Linked DNA regions of Mus musculus: region 2 is linked to region 1. Evidence: chromatin contacts called from public promoter capture Hi-C data. All regions are on one chromosome and are shown on one strand. The core of a region is the stretch at or near the end of the contact, and the rest is flanking DNA. Distances in the headings are between cores, read along the strand shown.

Region 1 (4,885 bases), core at 1,878-4,377:
GTGGAACTGTTTGAGAAGGATTAGGAGGTGTGGCCATGTTAGAGGCGGTGTATCACTCACTGGTGGTGGGCTTTGAGGTTTTAAAAGCCCATGCCAAGCCCACATATGCCTCTTTCTTTCTGCCTCATGCCTTTGAAGCTCTCGCTCTTGCTCCAGCCCATGTCTGTCTGCTTCCTGCTATAGCAATCAAAGACTAATCCTCTAAAACTGTAAGCAATCCCCAACGAAACAGTTTCTTTTTATAAGAGTTGCCTTGGTCATGGAGTCTCTTCACAGTAATAGAATGGTAACTGCAACACCAGGATATAGTAAAAATAAGCTCTTTGGCCTCTCTTCTTATCAGTAGCCATGGGGAAGAAAGACTAGGGTTGCTTCTGAGAGAAAATGCTTGAGGTGGGAGCCTGCTGCATGTATTTCCGATTCAGTCTCCCACTATTGGTACTTCTTACTACATAGAGTGATGAGGGAGATCAGGATAGTAGCCCCTACCTGAATTAAGGCCAAGCCTAGGGCTGTCATCTTCTCCCATTCAAATAGCAATAGTAGAGTCCATAATGCTGTCACCTTTGATGGCTCAGGAGTTAAGGGAACTTGCTGCACAAGCATGAGGACCAAAGCTCAGGTCCCAGAACTCATGTAACCAGGTGGATATCCCATGCATGTGTCCCAGCATTGATAGAGAGGGTGGAGACAGGAGGGTCCCTGAGGCTTCCAGGCTGTCCAAGAAAGCATGAGCCCCGAGTGTAGAGACAGACCCCCATGTAAAGTGCACAGGAAGAAGGTAATAGATTAGAGCACACAGATAGCCACATAAACTCACATATACAAATAATCAAACAAATAAATACGCAAATAACCTTTTAAAACTCAAACAGAAACACAGGCATGAATTTCCAAAAAACCAATTATTTGGGAACAAAGATTAAGATTAGAAACAGGGGCATGAGTACATAAAACTGGGGTGATCCCTGATATGTTCAGTGGACAAAGAAAAAGTTGTGGGTTTTACTAAGATAGTCTCAATCACTTTGAAATGAAGGGAGATAGGGTTTTTTTGGGGGGGGGGGCACTTTTTTGCTTTAGAAAGCTGACAAGCCTCAGAAATGACTGTGTAAGCCAGTCTAACGGTCACAGCAGCTCTGGTACTTGTTACTAAGTAAAACTATTCTTAAAGGCAGGGGAGCCTTTGTCAACGGATTGGTTTAGCTCTTGCAGTAAGTGTTCATAGCTATAGTGTCTCCTGTGGAGAGGAGACTCCTTTACAATGGGATAAGCTAGGAGTGACTCCATTTTGTTAAATGAATTTTCACAATGGGGAATGGGGAAGAAAATAGGTGAGGTTAGGAGTTAAGTCTCTCTCTATCCAGCAAATTCAAACACATATTTGTTCAACAACTTTCTTCTGCCAGGCCTAGGGCAAAGTGCTTACTTAAGCTGACTAATCTATGGAAGGAAAAGAATTGCACTCCCTAGTCACCTAGAAAAGAATATAATGAAATCATGTGCCCACTCATCCATCCGTCCATCCATTCATCCACCCACCCACCCATCCATCCATCCATCCATCCATCCATCCACCTATCTATCCATCCATCCATCCATCCATCCATCCATCCATGCATACATCCACCAATCCATCCATCCATCCATCCATCCATCCATCCATCCATCCATCCACCAATCCATCCATCCATCCATCCACCAATCCATCCATCCATCCATCCATCCATCCATCCATCCATCCATCTATGCATCCACCCACCTATCCATCCATCCATCCATCCATCCATCCATCCATCCATCCATCCATTGATCCATCCATCCATCCATCCATCCATCCATCCATCCATCCATCTATGCATCCATCCATTTACCAATCCATCCATCCTTCCATCCATCCATCCACCCATCCATTCTTTCATTCAACAAGTATTTGTTCTGCACATAAACAGTACTAGGTAAAATTATAATAATGTATAGGCATAGCCTTCATGTGGTGAGAAAAATAAGCAGATAATAAGGAGAATGACCAGAAATTATAGAAGGGCCGATGAAGGGAAGGTATAAGGTGATTGGTGGTTATGGATTCAGAATGAAGAACAAACATTTGGGGTGCGTTTGAAAAGTTTGAAAGAACTGCAAACAGTTGGATTTAAACCCGCAAGTGGGGGAAGAGGTCTAGGAGGGCAATACACATTCATTATTCAGAACCATAAAACCAAAAAGAAAAGAGAAAAGGAGCACAGAGGAAAAAAATACAAAAACAAAACAAAAAACCTGTACACACATCGAGAGACTCAAACACGTACTTGTGAATAAGCAGTTGGTGGGATGTTGCACGTGCCCATGTGTTGTTAGGACCCGAACCTAGGGCAAGTACTCTAGTGCTGAGCTAAATTCCAAGCCCTTATTTTGTTTCTTTTGGTTTTTTTTTTGTTTTTTTTTTTTTCGAGACAGGGTTTCTCTGTGTAGCCCTGGCTGTCCTGGAACTCACTCTGTAGACCAGGCTGGCCTCAAACTCAGAAATCCGCCTGCCTCTGCCTCCCAAGTGCTGGGATTAAAGGTGTGCGCCACCACGCCCGACTATTTTGTTTCTTAATGTATGTACTCTTAACATGTATGTATTATGTGTGTATGCATGTGTGTGTATGTGGTATATGTCTTGTATACAAATGATAAAGCTAATACTATAAACAAACAAACAAAAGTAAATGGGCTGGTGAGATTCCTGCTCAGGTTGTAAAGATACCTGCTACCAAGTTTCACCTGAGTTCCATCTCTGGGTCGAAAGAGAGCGGCGACTCTCCCAGGCTATCCTCTGACCTCCACATACAAGTTCATGCGCATGCACACACAAACAAAATTACTTTAAAAAAATTCTTTAAAAAGTTCATTCCCACATCTGTAATCAGAGGTCAGAAAGCGGATTGCAGCGGGTTTGAGGTCAAGACTGCAGAGACTGTCTCTAAGAGGGAAGCGGGGCGGGGCATATAGCTCATTCCATACAGTGCTTGCCTTGCTTGCACAAAGATTTTAGTAGTTTTAAAACGCTTCCGCGGCGCCTTGCCTCCACCCAGACTACATTTCCCAGAATGCTGCACAAAAACCTCTCGAGCCGGAAGTTGCTCTATCGATTCCGGCGCAAAGAGCGTCTGGTAATCATGGCTGCAGTCAGAACACCGTTGTCGCTGTGGAGGTTCCAATTGGGCTCTCGGCGAGCACGGCGGGTCTGTACTCGGGCCACAGCCCAGCGCCACCCCGATGCTCTGCTCGCGACGCGGCCCCAGCCATTCGAGGTGGGGCAGCCTCGCCGCCTGCTCAGCTCCGAGGCAGGTGAGTGACCGCCAGAACTCTGCTGAGCGCCCGGGAAACTTAGAGCTTGCTCTAACGAGTGAAGGCGGCTTGTCAGACTGCGTGCGGCTTCCGTCCGTCCTTGCAGAACTTATCTAAGTCCTCATTCATTCATTCATTCAGTCACTAGTGCTTGCGTGCCGCCCCTTGCAAAGCATTACACTACATTAGCTTGGGGCATGCTGTAGGGTTGACCTGGACTCTGTTATCCCAGTGGCGATTGGCAGAGTTCTGTGATCCAGGCTACGTCGGGCATGGGGGGAGGGGGGGGCGGAAAGCACTTAGCTGCCTTTCAAACTATGTTGGACGCATAGGGATGAATCCCAGGGAAAATACGGGCAACGCTGCCACCAGGCTAACCATGCTAAGGTTAAAAGAACAAGAGGACACCATAATAAGCAGAGGTATAGAGAAGAAACTGAACGCTGGTATTTTGGGGGAACGTATTTTGGAGTTAGGATTGATAATGTCTAAGTAAGTGTCCAGGTTTTGATGGTAAGCAGTTGAATGGAGACTCGTGGCAAGCTAGAGAACATTAATGGTAGAAACAGTTTATGTGGTTGATTTTTGAGTTTGGATTGATGACTCGGTAAAATGAAAATTAAAAAACGGGAAAGGAGGCGGAATTTTGCTTGTTTTGTGTTGAAGTTGAGATGTCTTTGTTATTCCAGGGTCAGTATACAGTTAGATACAAATTGAGGCGCACTGGAGTAAAAAAACGATCACTAGAGTCGAGCAGGTGCGTGAGCTTGTCTCAAGACAGTGTAGTGCTGAGCATGTATATAGTTACTGGAGCTTGTGGGTGACCATGAGAATAAACACAGGAGTTTGGTCTTCAAAGAAACGTTCTCGTTAGTTTTGTGTCAACTTGACACAAGCCAGAGTTATCTGAATGGAAAGAAATGCCTCCATAAGATCCAGCTGTAGGACATTTTCTTACTTAGTGTTTGAGGTGGGAGGGCCCAGTCCATTGTGGGTAGTGCAATGCCTGGGCTGGTGGTGGTCCTGGATTCTATAAGAAAGCAGGGGGAGCAAACCAGTAAGCAGCACCCCTCCATGGCCTCTGCATCAGCTTCTGCCTCTGGGCAACTTGTGTTTGTGTCCCGACTTCCTTCAACGATAGACGACTACACTGTGGAAGTGTAAGCCAAACCCTTTCCTCCCCAGCTTGCTCATGGCCATGGTGACTCATTGCAGTAATAGAAACCCTAACTGGGACAGAGACTAAATCTCTCAGTGGCGGACACAGTCAAACCATGCGAGTTTTAAATGTGAAAGCTTTAAATCATCTTGCTTGCGTTTTTTAGCAGATCACTCTCAAGGAATCTTTGTGGGAATGGTTTGTAGTGAGTTCAGGAAAGAGTCAGAGAAGCCAAGGTAAGGAGCAAGCATGGCTTTGACTAAAGTAATGGCAGTGGGAGCTAGATCTAAAAAGAGACGATTACCTAGTATTCGTTTTTTGTAAAAGTGGGCTAACTGCTTTATAGGGTTGCTGTGAGAGCTGAATATTCTGAGCATGGTGTGTATTTAGCTC
Region 2 (4,697 bases), core at 2,064-4,563, 6.8 Mb before region 1:
CAACACTGGGCTCTATGAGAACATTTTTTTCCTTGAAAGGACAACTGATCTTAGTGTTACTCAGAGTTAAGCAGCACCAAGGTAGGCTAAGTCATGCTCTTAGGAATAGGTTTAAGCATGTCAACATGATGCCCAGTGGCTGGATACACCGCTGAGGGACTTTTCCTGATTGGATTATTGGAGGTGGAAGACACACCTTAAATCTAGGCCATACCTTCTCATGGCAGCCCATATAGATAAAGGAAACACTTGCTCTTTGTCAGCTTGCTCTAACTCTCTCTCTCTCTGGGCTTTAAGCCCAAAGCCTAAAAAGAGCCTCATTAATAAAACAAACCCTTTAGACAGACGGACATATCAGTACTAATCTTAACTGAGCTCTCAGCTAAGATGCTGTTATGTCCACATCAAGTGCCTAGGTGCACACTTCTTTTACAGTTCAATCCTTGACACCCCCGCCCCCTTTTAAAATTACAGACTCCTACTCTAGTTGGGATCAATATAATACAATAACTGCAAAGGAAACCGGTTACCGAAGAACCCTAGAAATAGCATATTTAGTACTAAGTGCTAGGTTTGAGTTAGTACCTACACTAAGAGATTACCTAGTTCACTGGAGGTCTAGCCTTCACACACAACATGAAGGCAAGATGGCAACCCATGTGTTATATTAAGAGAGGGCATACGAAGGCAAATTATAACATACAGAAATTTCTAAGAATGTTGTTAGTCTTACAAACTTACCTCAGCCAATTTGCTCAAGTCACATTGATCCTTGAGCAGTTGCTTTGCATAAACAGTTGATGTTTTGATATTTGTATCAATTCTTTCCACTTCATTGAAAGCCAGAAGCTGGGAAGGCAATGTATTCTGGGCTATATCTTCTGCGTGTGATGGGCCATTCAAAAGGAGTCCATAGATGATTTGGCGGATGGGCTGAGATATTCTGTGAGCATTTGGCCGCTGCATGTTTTCTACCTGTGTGTGAAGAAAGGTCCTTCGGAGCACCAAAGCATCACTGATGAAAGGTGGTAGCTGGCCTTTGGCCAGAGCTCCTAGCACCCACTCTGGTAGACCCAGATCCGAAGCGTCCGTACAGACATAACTACCATACTGGAAGAAGTCCTGCAGCTTCACCGGGGACTGCTGGTACTCCTCCATGGAGCAGCAGAGAAGTTCCTTAACATTTTCTCGACTCTTCTTGGGGAGAGACTTCAGAACGTTATCTAGTGCTTCAGTGGGGTCATCGAAATGAGACAACCAGTTCAGAAGTCCCAGGACTCGGTGATATCTCCTCCCCTTAGAACTAAGGGGTAGACGTACTTTACTTATGAATGTGTCCATGATGGGCAGGTTAACATGGTCATTTCCACACAGCACCGCAAAGAGAGGTAGTAGAGCTTTGTTCATGTTGTTGAAGTAATGGCAGAATGCATTGAGGGAAAAGCTTCTGGCGGGAATGTAGTAATCTTGTGTATCTTTAATAGTGTTCAGATTTCTCCACTGGAAGCTATTCAGTGAGCAAAACCCACTTCTCAAGTCAAAAATGCAAAAGTCACTATCCGATGATAGCACAGGACAATTCCAGTGATTGGCAAGTGTCATAATGTCCCGATCTGCTTCTGAAAAGCTCTGTACGAAACATACCTCAAGCCTGATCAAAACCTGTATGAACACTTCTCGGATGAGTAAGGGGCACACATTCCCACCCCCACCAAGAGAAAGGGAACGGGCTGCTTGGATCTTCTCTTTTGCTCGATCCTTCAAAGTTGTCAGCTTTTTATCTGAAATGTCACATCCTCCATCTAATACAACATACGGACAAATATGACACACAAACAGTGATTCAAAGAATTTCTGTACAACATCTGCGAATAAATCATAGTCTCCTCCATACCTGAGCTCCAAGTCAGAATTGAAGCAAAGTCGGTGGAAGAGAGAATAGCCATCAATGATAAGTTTTGTGTTCCGCAATTTCAAATCAACGAAGAATTCATTACTATAATCTTCCACAAAGCTCATTAGTCCCCGAATACCCATGATGATCGACAGAAATCCCTGTTGAAACAAACAAAAAAAATCAATTGCTGGTCTTTTTGATGGCTATTCTTGGTTGTCAATCTGAGTATATCTAGAATCAATCAAGACCCAAACTGCAGGATACGCTGTTGAGGAACTTTGCTTGATTGGATTATTGGAGGTGGAAGACAGAACTTATATCTAGGCCACACCACCTCATGGCAGCCCATATAGAGATAAAGGAAGAAATCTGTTTTGTGAGGGTCAAGGCCAAAAGTCCTAAGCTATAAAAATGACAACCCAGCATAAGACACATAATGAGCCAATTTTTTTTTTCCTTATGGATAACTAGACCCTTGTTACAGGTCTTGAGTGTAGGGTACATTGGAGAGTAGTTTGAGCTAAGGAAAAACACAGCTTTATGCTTCTAGGATCCCAAGTATACAATTTCAACCTCAACTGGATTCTTACACCCCCTTACTAATGGCCTATCTGGCTAACAACTCATAGGATTAGTATTACTGGTTTCCCCCCTCGCCTCTGGCTTCAAATATCGCTTAGCACGATGCTATTGCCAGCCTTGCCCGTGTTTAAAATCGTGAAAGTTTTGCCAACCTTGGAATTTTTGCATTTTGATTTTTGTGGGGCTACCACATAAAAAAATGCATCCTCCTGAATTTTTTGCCTTTGGTATCAGCTTACATTATTGCACTTGATTTTTTATCTCACCTCAGATCCACCTCGGCCAACATCTCAACACTTTTTAATTCTGAATCGTCATGTCTTTCCCGGTTTGTCATGTGGTTTCTGCGAACTCACTGTAAACTAATGACTTGACCTTGAGCGAAGTAGCTCAAGGAATGCAAGCAAAGGGCAGGAAAAGGTAGGATCTAATTCCTCAACCACCAATCTTCCTACCTCAACCTGCTCCTGCCCTCCGGATCCGCCGGCTGCTTCCGCCCGACCGCCGGCTCACTTCACCAGCAGCAGCAGGTAGGATCCCGGGGAGAAACGGCAGACCCGCGGGTGCGTGGAAGACCGCGAGCGGAAACAGGAAGTGCTGCGAACGACGTCACTGGGAAGCCTGGCTCCGAGAAGCTGAGGGCTCTCCCTGGAGGAGAAAATGCTTTCGGGCCGGGTGGTGGGAACTTGGTGTGAGAGGTTGAGCCATTCCTCTCACACTTGCGGCCGCCTCCTCACCCTGCTCGCTTCGCCACGCCTCGAAGGGTCCGGCGCGCTTCCGTTGGATTGGACGCCGGAACGTCGACTTCCCAGCAGCCCCCGCGCCGTCTCCGTGGCGACGATGTTAAACAACCACGCCCTCCGAGGCAGCGAGCTCTAGGCTGACGGAGGCTTGGCCGGGCGCCGCAGGCTGGGGACCTGTAAAGGTAATGAAAGTGGATCTCTCGGGCAGCCGGGTCCCACAGCCCCTGGACCGCATTCCCCTTCGGGAGACTAAGCGCCCTGCTCCTCGATATACATTCACGCGCTCCGCGAAAAACTTAAGGTTTATTTGTTGAAGAGACAAGTTTTTTCGTTTTACCTCAGGGTTAGAGTTTACTTCTCAGGTCAGATTTAGTTAGCAGAACCTCAGGTCAAAACAGCTTCCTAGTTTTTTGGGTTTTTTGACATGGACATAAACCACTCAGTTCTTACCATCGGTAAACACTTGACTTTCTCTTTACCTGCCCCAGCGGGATGGGTACCCCAGGGATGGTTAGCACAAAGTGGGCGTCTCTCAGCTTTCTTCTAGTTCCTATTATGTTTTCTTTCCTTTACTTGTCTTTGGGTCACATTTGGTATGCTGGATCTTTCTTCGCTCTCCAAACGTTTGCTAACAACTGTATGTCAGCTGTTAGCTAGGCCCCAGGGATACAAGCATAACCTGTGTCCCTAGCACCCAAGTTCATCCTCTGCCCTAGGTTCAGATCCAGCCTGCAGTGTGTGTACATTCCATGGATACCAACTGAGATGAGGGCGACAGAGCTGATTCTGTGTGATGAGCCTGGAGAGGCTGCTCACACACTGCTGGGTTTATTACTCCATTACAAATAGAAGCTTTGGTCCTCCATCTTGAGTTCAGCTCTTTACTAAGTGGGGACTTTAATCGCCTCTCCACATTGAGAATTATTATTAGTGATCTGAAAGGCGACAGAGAGGCCATTTTTTTTTTTTGAACAGCCTAGTTTATCTAGAAATCACCACTTTTATGCCAGTCAAAGAAGCAAACAGAAGGTACCTTTTAGGACCTATTCTTTAGATTCTGCAGATTTTAGTAACGTTTCCTTGAGGAGAGGGGCATTGCTCTCACTGGGACTAGATCAAACCACAGATTAGTACATTATTTAAAGAAGACAAAATTACAAATAGGTTTTATGTTTTGCAGTTTTTTTTTTTCTGTTTGAGTGTCCTTGTAGGTTTTGTGGTAAATGTTGAGCCCACAGGTCAACACTATAACACTATTTTTTTCTCGTTGTTTTAGAATTGCTGAATATGAAAACCTAATGCCAAGGTGTACATAGTATTCAGCGTAAAGTCCTATTTTCATGTAGATTTTAAACAAAAGCACAGTTTTCAATAAAACATTCAACACTTTGATGGAATGGAGTAAGAGTGTGTTTTGTGGAATACTTTCTCATGGGACAGTTCTGCCATTCATAACATTTCATAGCTCCCTCAGG

The links. Promoter capture Hi-C pulls out the DNA fragments that hold promoters and counts their contacts.
Region 2: a contact with region 1 is called in a promoter capture Hi-C map of liver, with 4 times the contacts expected there. The contact joins the promoter of Nek11 here to the promoter of Mrps22 in region 1. A contact is called at or near these places in 2 of 39 promoter capture datasets (liver and pre-B cells).

The regions. Positions count from the first base shown.
Region 1 is chr9:98,599,921-98,604,805 of GRCm38.p6, reverse strand. It overlaps Mrps22 (mitochondrial ribosomal protein S22), which reads left to right and starts at 3,127. Exons shown (of 8, transcript NM_025485.3): 1 at 3,127-3,333. The coding sequence starts at 3,162.
Region 2 is chr9:105,393,903-105,398,599 of GRCm38.p6, reverse strand. It overlaps Nek11 (NIMA (never in mitosis gene a)-related expressed kinase 11), which reads left to right and starts at 3,313. Exons shown (of 16, transcript NM_172461.3): 1 at 3,313-3,404. It overlaps Aste1 (asteroid homolog 1), which reads right to left and starts at 3,238. Exons shown (of 5, transcript NM_025651.5): 1 at 2,935-3,238; 2 at 742-2,055. The coding sequence starts at 2,037.